2 separate regions of the Oryza sativa genome follow, and region 1 is linked to region 2. The links are chromatin contacts, called in public HiCAR-type maps. All regions are on one chromosome and are shown on one strand. Each heading gives the region's core, a stretch centred on a gene start, on an enhancer-like site or on the middle of the called end of the contact. The rest is flanking DNA. Distances are from core to core; before and after follow the strand shown.

Region 1 (6,726 bases), core at 3,728-6,227, 130 kb before region 2:
CGGCTGAAAGGCGACGCTAGCTAGTGGTCCCAATGGCTGACCAGTGGTGATTACGTAGCTGACCAGTGGTGTCCCGGCCGATCCAGGCAATGAGTTCGGCCTTTGGGGTATGATGGGTGTTGCCTTGTTTGCATATGTAGAAGATCGACCGGGGGTAATTGGGCCAAGATGTATGATAGCCCAATTCCCAGTATGAGCGTGATGTAGATAGTCCAAAGGAAAAAAGGTCCTTTACGTTCCTTCACTCTCGGTTGAGTTTCAGTCGAATCCATCAACCGTAAAACCCGTTATAGAGTATCCCGAATTATTAAAACTAGTACAAATTTACTCCCTCGATAGTATTGATAGTAGTTTTAGCTGACATGATATTTATGTGACTTGTTAAATTGGTCTTCGCCCCCGTGATGCCTACGTGGCACTAGAAGTAAAATGAAAAATAAAAACGCCAAATAGATTCACTTGTAAATGGGTACTCCTTCCGTCCCAGTACACTGGATGTTCTAACATAGCTAAGCCAAATTAAGGTTAGGTGAAAATTACCATATAGCCCTAACTGGAGTACTAGTTACTTTGAATAACCACGATGAGTAATCATCGTTACACCTGCTATTCCTGCCACGGTGGAATCATGGATGAGTTGTTCATGATAACCCGGTTAGTAAAATTTGAATCGTACACTGTTGCACCAGCCCCACATTTATGCTCTTGCTAAAACATCAAGCATTGTGGGACAATGGACAGGAGGTAAACGTCAAATATATTGGGATTCATGTGTCACCACCCTCCTCTCTTTCCTATCTTCTCTCCCTGTATGAACTCACGAACTCACGTGGCCACCGACTGCAGATAGCAATAAGAAAGGGGAGGAAAGGCAGCGAGCCAGCGAGCGACGATGGAGAGTGGAGGCAGCGAGTGACGATGGGATCCTCTGTACCCAGTTTTGTTGTTGAAGGATATGAATAAAACTTAGCACATAGTCGAGGACTCAAGGGACAGTAGATGGACCTTTTTCATAGTCCAATTTGATAGGGACAGTTGGGCCAAGATGTAGAATAGCCCAATTCAATTTCCCCTATTGATGCAGGATAGCCCAATTCGATGGAGACAATTGGACCAATATATAGGATAGCCCAATTCCACCTATGCGCAAGAAGTGAGAAAAAAATTGAGTAAAACAAATAATGGCCCATGAAGGTCTCGAACCTGCGACCTTCGCGTTATTAGTACGACGCTCTAACCAGCTGAGCTAATAGGCCAATTCTTTTTATAGCTAGATCTTATCTTTTCATAAAGGGATAAGTCCAATTTACACCTCTTAACCCTTTGTTTTGTCTAAAATACACCCCGAACTTCAAAACGGGGTATTTGACACCCCCAAACTTTCAATACCATGCAATTTACACCCCCAAGCAGTTTATACCCTAGTTTTTAGTTTTTACCAACGTGGCACTTATAAAGTAGACTGCTCAGCATGAAAAAAAAAAAGAGCGTGCACCGCGCGTGTCGCTATCTCCTCGCTTCGTCCTCAACCTCCTTCCCGTGGCTTGATCAATCCACCGAGTTGCACGGTCACTGCTCGCCGAGTGATGCAACATGGAGCCCAGACAAGCGCAATCAGACTTTTGGACTTCGAACTGTCTCTTGTCGCAAGTTAGTATCATCAGTGATTCAGTGGCAAGCTAGTACTGTGTGCTGCTAGCTACTCATCTTTGTAGTCATGAGCATGACAAGCCCCAGGCTCAGCTTTTCGGCTTCCACGTCTCCGAGGAGGCGACGGTGGACCAGCACGAGCACGAGCACGAGCAGGAGCAGTACTCGGATCAGCACGAGCAGCGGAGCAGTAGTATTCGGCTGAGCCAGAGAATGTGCTGGTCTGCAGGCTGCAGCAATGGATGCAGAGATCGCAGAGGAGGAGCGAGGCAGCCGGCGACGGCGGAACTAGCTCTCGGACGCCGGTCGGGCTGACCGCGTAGTCTCATGAAGGCGAGCCGGCTGCTCGCCGAGTGGAGCTCACGAGGTCTCGAGCTCGCTTCCGCCAAGCTCGGCGGATGGGTGCGCCACCTCGCGGTAGTCATGGCGCTCGAGCTCCTCCCCGCGAGTGCGTCTCCGATGTCTTCGCTCCACTCAGAGCTGCTTGTTTCCCACGACGTCGCCTTCACCGGAGCACGCCGCCTGGCCGCCTGTACTGCCGCCACCACTGCGTCTGATCTGCAGCTTCATCGGGGACGAGGTGGGGCCGTCGCAGTGAACCATGCCGGAGGGAAGAGAGAGAGTGTGTGGGGGAGAAAGGGGAGGAGGAAGAAGAAGGACCGGACTGACATGTGGGGCCCGCTAATCTATACAGCTGGCATCCAATGTGGCATCATAGTGTGTAAAAACCAGGCAGAAAACCGCTCAGGGGGATCTTCTGCACGGTATTAACAGTTGGAGGGGGTCAAATGTCCGGTTGTAGAGATAAGGGGTGTGTTTTAGACAAACTGATAAGTTCAGGGGTGTAAATGGACTTATCCCTTTCATAAATGGTTAGTTACACTACCAATGGGGTTATTCAGAACTATCAAGGTCCACCCTTTCCAAACTACAAAACATCCAAAAGCGACGAACAGGAAAACCAGAAGAGAATATATCAAGCTATAATGTCTGTAGACAAGAACCGATACTTTCAACACACCCCTCACTTTTTTGAAAGAAAGAAAAGAAAACAGTACACAACAAAAACATATCTTCTGAGCTTCTCTCGCGAAGATAAACACTCGTAGAGTTGCAGAATCAGTTCATGCAGGTACCAGAATTCAGTTCATTCAAGTGCTCTTCGACGGCGCTGGGTACTTGACGGCGTTCTTGACGATCTTCCTGGTGGCGGCGTCGCCGAGGTCGACGCCGCACATGTCGGAGAGCCGGATCAGGTAGAGCAGCACGTCGGAGAGCTCCTCGCCGAGGTGCTCCTTCTCCGACTCCTTCCACCCGGGCAGGCCCTTGGCCACCTCCCCTTTCCACATGAACAGCTCCGACAGCTCCCCGACCTCAGCGATCTGTCAACAAACGATACTGTCAGACGAAATCAGAGCATGACATGAAGAGAAAAGGCTCTTCATGTCTCATGTCTGCATCTTTTTTTTTTCCTTTTCTCTCTTCAGATGACAAAACGGCGCAACGCCGAATGCATTTTTCAGCCAAAGAAAATCGTTCACATGCCTTTTACATGGAATCTGGAACGGAATGTTAGGCTATCAAACATCACCGATCACGACGTCTGCCTAAGCATTTCTTCTCCTTTTAGAATCCAGTACGAGCAGTGGAGGGCATCTCATTGCTGGTATGTCGATGCGAAGTAGTAGTAAATTGCATGCTTAATCAGACTTCTTCAGGGACATGTTTCTTTTCGGAAAAGGACAGGCTCGAAAAGATGACGGGTGAATGGCAGTGCTGCTTCAGAAAATTCAGTCAGAGTCGATGGTGATCATTCACTACTCACTAGGCAGGCTGGACCGGCATTGACACGTCAGACTCCAGCATTTTGAGTCGTTCTGACAAGGACATAGGAAATCTGTTCCACAAGGGGGTAGGTTAAACACGTGGCATGAAAGCAGCACCCCGTCCATGGGTTATGAGCAGCTTTAGATATTTGTCATTTCTTGTTCCATTAGCAAACAACATCATCTTTCAGGCAAACAGTATGAGATGCAAGATCAAAGTACAGATAAATTTCAGGTAGGAACATAGGCGAACTTAAGAGTGACCACTAAAAGTAGTTCTTGCCCTTGGGAACGTATGAGGTTTGCAATTCAAAAGGAACAAAACCAGTGATTTTTAGATGGTTTTTCATGACTTTGTTACATATGTGTGGTAGATGGTGATATGTCAAATTTGTGGGTAAAAAATTGAGGGTCGATTCGAAGGGACAAGATGAGCCGTCCACAAACAGTTAGCTGTCTGGAAGGAATAATTTTGATAGATCTCAAGAATCTTAAGTAACACAACTTTGAACAAACAGCTAATGGGAGAGAACAATCATCTTGAACGGTTGGTCAATACTCAAACAGAGAACACATTCTATTATGATAATCTAATCTACACAAAATAATCAATGCAATGATACTCTGGGATAACAAATCGATGATGGTTTTAGAATGAATCAATTTTAAAATAGTCTACCACAGGCTATAATATTCTATTCAAAAGGAATACAATCTAGTTCACTACGTTGTTCATGTGCATGCATTGTTCCAAAGATGCTGAATACTGACTAGCGAGTACAGTGCGACTTGCAGCACTAATCAAGTATCTAACTGCAGTAGCAGCGGGGTACTGTCTGAGACCTGATACTATTATAGTGCACACTTGAGTCATAAAGCAAAATAATCGTAAGGAAATTAGGGGGTGCAGGAAGGCAATGAAATTATCGTGTGACATCTAAAATTTTCCGCAGTTACTATACACGAAACACAATTAATCTCCCTTGTTCATGAAACGCTTCAAATCAAAATAATACTAATCTTAATGACTAATCACTCATCTTCCTATTGCTTCCTACTACTAGTACCCATTTTCTTTTGGTTATGGGGCGGGTGCAACTTCCACAAACACTAGCAATTCTTTAGATCCGTGTGATTTTCAAGACTGCAACTAATGAAGGAAAAACAGAGGAAAAAGCTTAGCAATTCCAGTGATAGCAAACAAAAAAGTTTCAAAAAAGAAAAGCAAACAAGAAGATCGAGAGCAAACCATGGCAAGCAGAAGGTTCCTCGGGGCATGGTACATCTCCCAGTCCCTCTCCTTGGCGAAGTCATCGAGCTTCTTGGACAGCTCCTTCAGGCTCACGTCAGAAGCCGCCGCCTCCTCCTTCTTCGTCTCCTCCTCCACCCCTCTCACCTCCTCCACGGTCGTCGCCTTCTTCTCGACCTCCATCTCTCCTTGAGCAAAGAAGAAGAATCGCCTCAACACCTGCCAATCAAGCCGGTACCTTTCTCTCTTGGTGGCTTGGAAAAAGTTAGAGCTAGAGGCGTATTTATATCCATCGAGAGGGATGCAGCAAAGTTAGCAGGTAATTAAACAAATTGGAAAGTGTTAATGGACGTAGTAAAGGCGATGCAAGTGTGCCCATATATATTTCCCTGCAAACCTGGTGCTCGAGAAGCGCCAGAGCAGAAGGGATGCAATTACCACTCACCTGGATTGCATCAAAAGTCAGTATTATCTATTTACAGAGTACTACGTTTTAGCAACAAGATTTCAGAGGATTTGTGGTGAGATGAAGAGCTGCCAAATTTGGGCGGGATGCGACGAGGTGTAAAGCGCTCGTCGCGATCGGCTCGGTTCTCTAGCCAATTTGAGGAGGTTCCCCAGAGAGATGCCGCAAGGTGGTGTCTCCTCTGTTCCTCGCACGCAACATGAGGTCATGAGCTCAATGATGATCTGAAAGATTGAGTTTTGAGTCTGAACTCTGAACTCTGAATCCGAATAAACTCTGCTTGTTTCAACTCTGTTCCACTGTACTTGCGGGCCGGTTCAGCATTTCAACCTTTAGGCCCAACAGAAATCAGCATGGAGAGTCCAAAAGAAGCCCAAAATCTCCACTCAGCCCTCCCATGGGCCGTGGCCCAGTCCACCACCCCTACAAAACCTCCGCAACAGCTCTAACCTAAATCGGACGGACAGGAATCCCTCGCCACGAGATCCACCGGCTCACGCAGATCCGCCCCCTCCGCTATATAGACCCACCACATCTGAACCCTCCTCTCCTCTAGCCGCACTGCGCGCCTCCCCTCCCCTCGTCTCGCCGCCGCTTCGTCGCCGCCGCCGCAGCATCAGCCGCCTCCTCCCCGCGGAAATGGTAGGGAGCTGTCGCGAAATCTTGCCCGTCGTCTCGTCGGTATGTGCTGATGCGCGCGTTGTTACTGTGCTTGTGCTGTGCAGCCGTTCAAGAGGTTCGTGGAGATCGGGCGGGTGGCCCTGGTGAACTACGGCAAGGACTACGGCCGCCTCGTCGTCATTGTCGATGTCGTCGACCAGAACAGGGTGAGTTAGATCTGTCTCCCTCACCCTGGTTGTTGCTGATACGCCTGTGCTGATGTGTGGATATGAGTTCAGTTCCTGAGTTACTCTTGGGCTGCATAGTTTCGAGCGCAATCTTTGCCTGGACTTAGGATTTATCTGTTAAGTGATCGAGCCTTATGCTTTTAGCTCCTTATTACATTCGGTGGTTAGCATTGTGTGTTGAAATGATTGGTAATATAGGATACCGTGAAGCCGTGCTAGCTCATGCATTGGCTATCCCAATGGCAGTTTTGCATTGGATATCCCAATGTGCTAGCTCTTTTTAGCCGTGCTTGGATCTTTTTAGCAATTTGGTGTTAGGCTTGATCATAAATCCCCTTCTTTTCCTTGGGCACTGCCTCCTAGTAACATCTACGATGACCTTTTTATTGAGCGACAATCGGAACCTTGTGAATGGAAAAAGTGTGCTTGGATTGTTTTCCTTCCACCAGTTCTACTAAAACAGTAGCTCATGTGTCAATATCTTTTTGCTCCAGCTTGATTTATGTTGTGAAATTTAGCTCACAAAGGTTTCTGGAATGTTTTATTGTGGTTTGTAATGATTTTCTGATGTTAATTTGGTGATGATACATGGTATTGGTAGATTATTTCAAATCAGTTCACATGGCAATTTTTTAGTTCTTGCCCTTGGCAAGATTTCCTTTAGTAAGGATGATGCTTTTATGTTCC
Region 2 (7,062 bases), core at 4,230-6,729:
CTAATTCACTTGATCCTGCCAACTGTCAGTATACAAAGGGAGATCGTGCAAAATCAGAAAGACTGGTTTAGCTTCTACTCGCTCATCTAAGGCTTTGGAAACAACCGTGTTGCTCTCCTCGTCACCGGAGGAGAAGGGCATAGAAATTTACCAGGCTAACTAGCACTAGAGGATAGATGAGATCAATACGGGTTGTGTGCGTCCTCCCCGTCGAGGCCGACACTCTTATATAAGTCCGCTGTAGCGATTGTCTTCTATTCATATTCGACGAGGGGACGGTGTTCCGATTCGGTAAGGGATTCGGCGAGGGAAGTAGTGGTGTTCCGATTCGGTAAAGGGTCTGCAGCCGTCGGATTGCCAATCTACGATGTGGTGGACCTTGTTGTAATATGCTGGAGTTTAGGGTCTTTTTTGCAAAAAAAACGCTCAATTCCTATCTCCGCCTTCTCTCCCACCCTGCCATGGCTGCCGCCGCCTCCTCTTCATACTCTGCTGGTGCCTCTCCTCTCCATATGCACCGCTTTGGCACGCCTCCCTCCATGTCCCTAGTGAGAGCACTGCAAACCATCTTCATCTGAAATGTTAGTAACATTGTTCACAGAATTTACATACATATGTTATAGTTTATAAAATCAGATAAGAGATATGTGAATTTTGTGAATAATGTTACTATCACTTTATCGGATGAAGAAAAGACCAAAATAAAAGTTATAGATCTTGATGATTTATACAACTTTGTTGTTGATGGCTTTTTCAGTTGAAATTATTTAGTATTTGAAAATATTGTTTGAAGTTGTCATATTTTTAAATTAAAATTCAAATTGTTCAAAAAAATGTTATATAGAAAAATAACCAAAATAAAAGTTATAGATATTGATGAGTTATACAATTTTATTGTTGATGGCTTTTTAAGTTGAAATCATTTAGTATTTGAAAATGTTGTTTGAAGTTGTTATATTTTCAAATTCAAATTCAAATTGTTCAAAAAAATGTTATATAGAAAAATAACCAAAATAAAAGTTATAGATATTGATGAGTTATACAATTTTGTTGTTGATGGCTTTTTAAGTTGAAATCATTTAGTATTTGAAAATATTGTTTGAAGTTGTCATATTTTTAAATTCAAATTCAAATTGTTCAAAAAATGTTATATAGAAAAAAAGACCAAAGTAAAAGTTATAGATCTTGATGAGTTATACAACTTTATTGTTGATAATTTTTCCATTTGAAATCATTTACTACCCGAAAAAATATTTGAATTTCTTATATTTTAAAATTCAAATTTTATATAGCTCTATTAAACCCAGATGGAGAAATGACCAAAATAAAATTGGTAGATCTCAATGAGCTCTACAACTTTGTTTTTGACAGCTTTTTCATATGAGTTCATTTAGTATCGTAAAATTCAATTCGAAATTTATTTTTCCTAAAAGTCTGATTTATCTCCTCCTTACGATAATACTTGCTAAATATATATTTGATCCAATTAACTTGGTTTTGCTGGTGAAATATGTGATTAAAATAGATGTTATGTGAATGTGGTTGTGTTAAATATATGTATGTGAATGAATGTATATGAATAGGGTATGCTAGGGTGTGACATCCTGGCCCAGGGCTTAATAGGATTAATAGAATACTCATGCCAACAAGTTACAATTTCTTTCTCGGAATCCAATCTCCAAAGAACTATGAGGCTAAGCGTGCTTAGCCTAGAGCAATTTCGGGATGGATGGGTGATCGACCGGGAAGGCGCACGAGTGAGGGCAAAGGCGTGTGAGGCTAACAAAAAAACAAAATTTATTTTTTTTGGATTATACTTATCCGTGCGAGCTATAATTTAGGCCCGTTAGAGATGAGAGTCATCCGTGACGGGTTTTTGTGTTGGCCCGATTGAGATGTGTGTCATCCGTGACGCCCGGATGTCCGGTTGAGATATTTTCTCACATCACTGACCTTTGCTTAGTGAAGGGGCCCTGCCCGAAAGAGATGAGCTTTAAGCCCGTTAGAGATAACTGATCCCGTTCTAGTGTGTACACCAAGTTTGTATATGTACGTATTAAAAACCAAAAAAAAAAAAGAAAAGTGTACCGTCTGCTGCCTCCCTCTCCGTGCGCGCCACGTGTTCAATGGTGCACGTGGAGGAGGGGGAATGCGCGTGACTAGCCACGCATTAGCATTTGCGTGCTGCCTCAGCTGTGTCGATCTATCGTTTAATAACGCTTCTGCATTTTTTGCTGGTGGCCTATGAAAATTAAAATTTTCATATACGGGATCTAGTGAAAATAAGGTAATTTTTACGGCTGTCCTGTTATACACATTTGTAAAAATCAATTTTTATAGACAATGCTGAATTTATAGGGTCTCTTATCCTATATATCTATAAAGTTCATCCCCCGCTGAGTGTAGTTAATAATATTTATCTCTTCTCTCATAAAGCCACATTACCTTAATTGTGTTGTTAGCCTTTGGATGATTCATCAATAATGTAAATTACATCTCTTCACGTCATCTCAATTATTTTTAGCCTTTGGATGATTCATCAAGGGTGTAAAATACATTTCTTCACATCATCTTATTTGTTTTTAGCCTCTGGATGATTCATCAAGGTTATAAATTGCATCTCTTCCCCCAAAAAGTACACCATACAACCCAATCATTTCTAACATTTAGATAATTTATAAAGTATAAAAATAAATAAATACATGAAAAAAAAATCGAATAGTAGATAAGAAAGAAAAATTTAGAACTCATATCTACTATATTATCACACAATTTTTCCGCAGCAACGTGTGGGGTATCCATCTAGTTATTTTTAAAGGAGGATTCTTTTGAATCCACCTAAAAAATAAACCCATGTGTTGGGAAAATCGCTTCTTATAGTGCAGCTAATCATCTCCATTAAATATTCATTTGTTATATATGCTACAATTTATTTAGATGACCTGGAAAATATGGTATTTCGCTTACTCATGTTCTACGTACGCACATGCCTGATGCATATTTTACCCTTGATGTATTGCGCATTATATACTGGTCTTTTATTCAAAGCCGTCATCATTAGTTCTAAACTGAATGATTAACATGACTATTATTCTACTAATTAATTTCACGACATATTTTATTGGTCTTTTTAAAGATTTGAACAAAAATAATAACCTATTGTTTAAAAATTATATTTTCGCTGGAACCCTGAACCTCTGAAGTCAACACAACAATATGGTTAATTTCTAGCAAAACGTCTCTCGAAATGAATCTAATACCCATTTCCAAACCAAACCGAGTTAGTCAATTAAAATGACCTGATACCATTCACAGTTGATATAAAAGACTTCAAGTTTCCTTTTAAAAAGCAACAATTTAAGAGTTATATCACTGTTAGTACGTAACATTTTTTTAAAATAGAATTAGCACGGGATTGTGCTTTTTATTAAATATAATGGAAGAAAAAAAAACCCAAAAGCAAGAAAAGAGAAAAAACATCATATACAACCCCCGCGGGGGACTCGATGGGTGAGCGGGACCCGCACAACCAGATAGAGTTAGGCTGTGTTCGGAAGTGCCTGTTACCAACACACACAGTGCGTATAGAAAACGGAGTGGTACATTAGCACATGATTAATTACTAGTAATTATTAGCTAATTTTTTTAAAAAAAATGGATCAATATAACTTTTTTAAGCGACTTTCGTTTATAAACTTTTTTAAAAAAAACACACCGTTTAGCAGTTTGAAAAGCATGCGCGCGGAATACTAGAGAGGGGTTGGGAACCTAGGGCTCCAAACACAGCCTTAATACTCATTAGAAAGGACACATCACACTGAATGATAATGTACAAATCACAGAATTAAATCCTAGGCTATTGCATTGGCAAATAGCACAGGACCCATCCATGAGAGATGTATTGGAGTCTAGAATATCCTCGTTCCTCACTGGTTGCATGCCGGATTTAACATCCTGTCAAAAAGAAGTGGTTAAAAACGGTGAGAATTAGGACTAAGCACATCCCTTCTTTCTATAAAGTTAAGGCCAAAAGTTTAAACCTCGTGCTTCCACGTCATCATCAAATTGTGAACCGTTGGATAAATATATTAGATTGCTTCTCAGACATTAGATATAATGCAGCATAGAGCCCAACCCATCAGTCACCACCCCGGTGAGTCTCTTAGCTTCTTCAGTGCCAAATGTAACCCACATGGGCATATCTCCACACACATCTATATGCATCCAGCCTGTCAATCCATATAAAAGAGCTTTATGGCTGAACATTCCTTCACTTGACATGTGCTATCTAAATTATGTACAAATTTTTGATAGGGCTGCTAAAAAGAATTTCTTCAAGAAACCTATTTGTTTATTTTGTTTCTTTTTGAGATTATACCTCTTATCTAACAAATTGATGTTAACAAAGTCCTGCAGCAACGCGCTGGGCATCCTCTAGTTTGTAGAACACTGGATACCGCTGCACTAACAAGGTAGAAAGCCCCACATCGTACCCATGCATCTGAAGTCAGCGTAGGAGGAGGAGGCAGCGTGGTACTCAGAGAAGCAGGAGGGACTCAGGAATTCAGGAGGACGGGGAGAGGTGGCTGTGGGCTTCTGGTGTCGAGGTCTCAAGGAGGACACAACGTACCGAGCCCAAGCCCCGCTCGAGAGCCTGTGTCGAGGTCTCAACGGAGAAAACAAAGAATGAGGTTGGAGGAGAGGGGGAGGGGGGGGAGATGGGAAGTGGAGAAATTATGGTTTACTTCATATACCTCTATTTAAAAAGGCCAAATAGGCTTCAAGGTTCTACCTCATATCTTCGGAGCCCACCGGGTCATCCGCGAGCTGGAATTTCCACTCAACCCCAACAAGAAAATTGTCACCCCTAATAAGTATCATAGATATTATCACTGTTGGAGCCGTCGGGAGGAGTGTCTTAGAGAAGACGGTGCTTCCGACACCAGTCTTGGTGTTAAACAACTTAAGTAACCAATCTTATTTTAGAAAACAGATAAAACTTATATTATCATCGATGTCTCAATTAGAAGGACTTTAATTCTCGATCCATCCTACAAATAAGCAAAGATTTTAAAACTCAATTATCTGGCCATCTACAGAAATACGGAGGATTTTGGGCTTCCCAAACAAACTGCAACTAATAAAGCCAGGTCCGGTCCCACGTCCCAGACACCTGAGGCGGGAAACAAAAACCTACCCAAAAGATTTCCCCCGCTCCACTGACGGGTGGGCCCATCGGACGGGACCCAGCGTCATAACAACCGGGTACACGGCAGTGGCAGTTTCCCCTGGCCCCACTCCACGCCACAGAACCCACATCCCACCATGACGCGCAATTACCTCATTATCCTCTAGATTTTGTGGCAACTAGACTCTAGCGAGGATGGCATCCCTTGTAATTCTTCCGAACCTTGAGTCCTCTCTCTAAATCTCTCCGATATAAATATGAGCCGGCATCCCACAGACCCCTTCCCTTCTACCACAAATTTTTTTTCCACCTTCCCTCTCTCTCTTCTCTGCTGTCTCTCCCCCCCTCCATCTGCTTTGCTGGCCCCTGGCCTGTGAAGTTACGATTTTGCCCCTGGTGGGCCCCACCTTTGTACATCTCCTTCCCTTTTTTTTCTACCCTTTTTGCAGAACACATCGCCCTTCTCTTTTTCCTTTTCTCCCATCGAAACCTTTTTTTTTTTTCTGAATTCCTCTCTTTCTTTGACGGCTCTGACTCGTGCTGACGTGGCACGTGGCGAACGACCCTCAGCCGTCGATATGTCGCTCAGCGAGAAGCTGGAGGCGGCACGTGTCGCGGTCGGCAAGCGCAAGGAGCGGGAGCTCCTGGCTCAGGCTCCGGCTAATAAAGCTCTAGCCGAGCCGGGTACTAATAAGCCGGCTCCGGGGCCGGTCCCCAACAACAAGCTCCTAGCCGGTCACCTGGCGCACGAGTTCCTGACCCGCGGCACGCTCCAGGGCCGCCGGGTCGAGCCGACGAAGCCGAGCCAAGCCGCCGCCTTGCATCCCGGCGAGCCCGTGCCCGAGCCGGAGCCCGACGCCGCCAAGCGGAGGAGGTACGCCGAGGTGTCGTGGCTCCTCATGGCGAGCGGGGCCCGCGTCCCCGGCGTCGTCAACCCGACGCAGCTCGGCCGCTGGCTCCAGATAAAGGAGTGACGTGCCGGCGACCAGACATCACAACCCCAGGTGGTTTTCCCCCTTTTCACCGGGGAGAACCGACACATCATCAAACCGGTTTCTTCGTTTTCTCCTCCTCTTTGCCTGCTCCTCCTGTTTAGATTTTAGATCTAGGAGAGAAAAAGAAAAAAAAAACGTTGGTGTACTAGCAGCTTTATTCGATGAAATTATTGTTGTTATTCAAAACCAATGACCAGAATGGTCCAGCTTTCTATAGAAAGCGCGATTTCTTGTTAGTACTACTACTAGTTCGCTACCTGTATATCATGTGCGTGCAATGTTTGGTGGTTGTCATTTGTCAAGTACTAGTAGAACGGCGAGCGTGTGCACGCACCCGGGACGGTGAATCGCAATTTTTTTATATAACTGTTGATTCGCGTTGATGGGTGGATTTCGCGTGCTACCGAGCGCCGCCGCCCTCGCCTATCGGTTTCCTCGGCCTGTGTTCCATGGATGAGACGGCGGCTATTCGCATGAAGAGACGCGTAGAGGCGGTGGCGCGCGAGACGTGGGGGATGTGCCCAACGAGCATGGCGCCGTGCAAGCGGTTAGTGGTGGCCTGGTGGGAGTTGCTCCTCCCCCATCCATCATCGTTCCATGTGCCCTGGTGGCCTGATGCTGTTTTTAGATCTAAAGTTTGACGCAAACTTCAGTCCTTTTTCATCACATCAACTTGTCATACATACACAACTTTTTAGTCACATCATTTTCAATTTTAACTAAAATCTAAACTTTACGCTGAACTGAACACATCCTAAAAACGCATGTGTTTCCAGACCACAACCAGACGAATTATTGGAGAATTGTTCGGTGTCCTCCATGGCTGACGGTGTACACGGTTGAAGCATGCTTTGGACGACGCGATTGCAGAGGAGGTGA

What was found. HiCAR-type assays count read pairs that join an accessible place to other places.
Region 1: a HiCAR-type map of leaf shows a contact between it and region 2, with 2.4 times the contacts expected there. The contact joins the promoter of LOC4336398 here to the promoter of LOC4336385 in region 2. A contact is called at or near these places in 2 of 15 Hi-C or Micro-C datasets (leaf and seedling) and 1 of 4 datasets of contacts at active chromatin or transcription factors (leaf).

The regions. Positions count from the first base shown.
Region 1 is chr4:26,253,357-26,260,082 of ASM3414082v1, reverse strand. It overlaps LOC4336398, which reads right to left and starts at 4,977. Exons shown (of 2, transcript XM_015781360.3): 1 at 4,726-4,977; 2 at 2,602-3,032. The coding sequence starts at 4,908. The coding sequence ends at 2,802. It overlaps LOC4336397 (large ribosomal subunit protein eL14z), which reads left to right and starts at 5,649. Exons shown (of 5, transcript XM_015781361.3): 1 at 5,649-5,833; 2 at 5,917-6,018. The coding sequence starts at 5,831. It overlaps TRNAI-AAU (transfer RNA isoleucine (anticodon AAU)), which reads right to left and starts at 1,256; the gene lies at 1,183-1,256.
Region 2 is chr4:26,118,823-26,125,884 of ASM3414082v1, reverse strand. LOC4336385 reads left to right here and starts at 5,479. Exons shown (of 1, transcript XM_015778804.3): 1 at 5,479-6,470. The coding sequence starts at 5,767. The coding sequence ends at 6,162.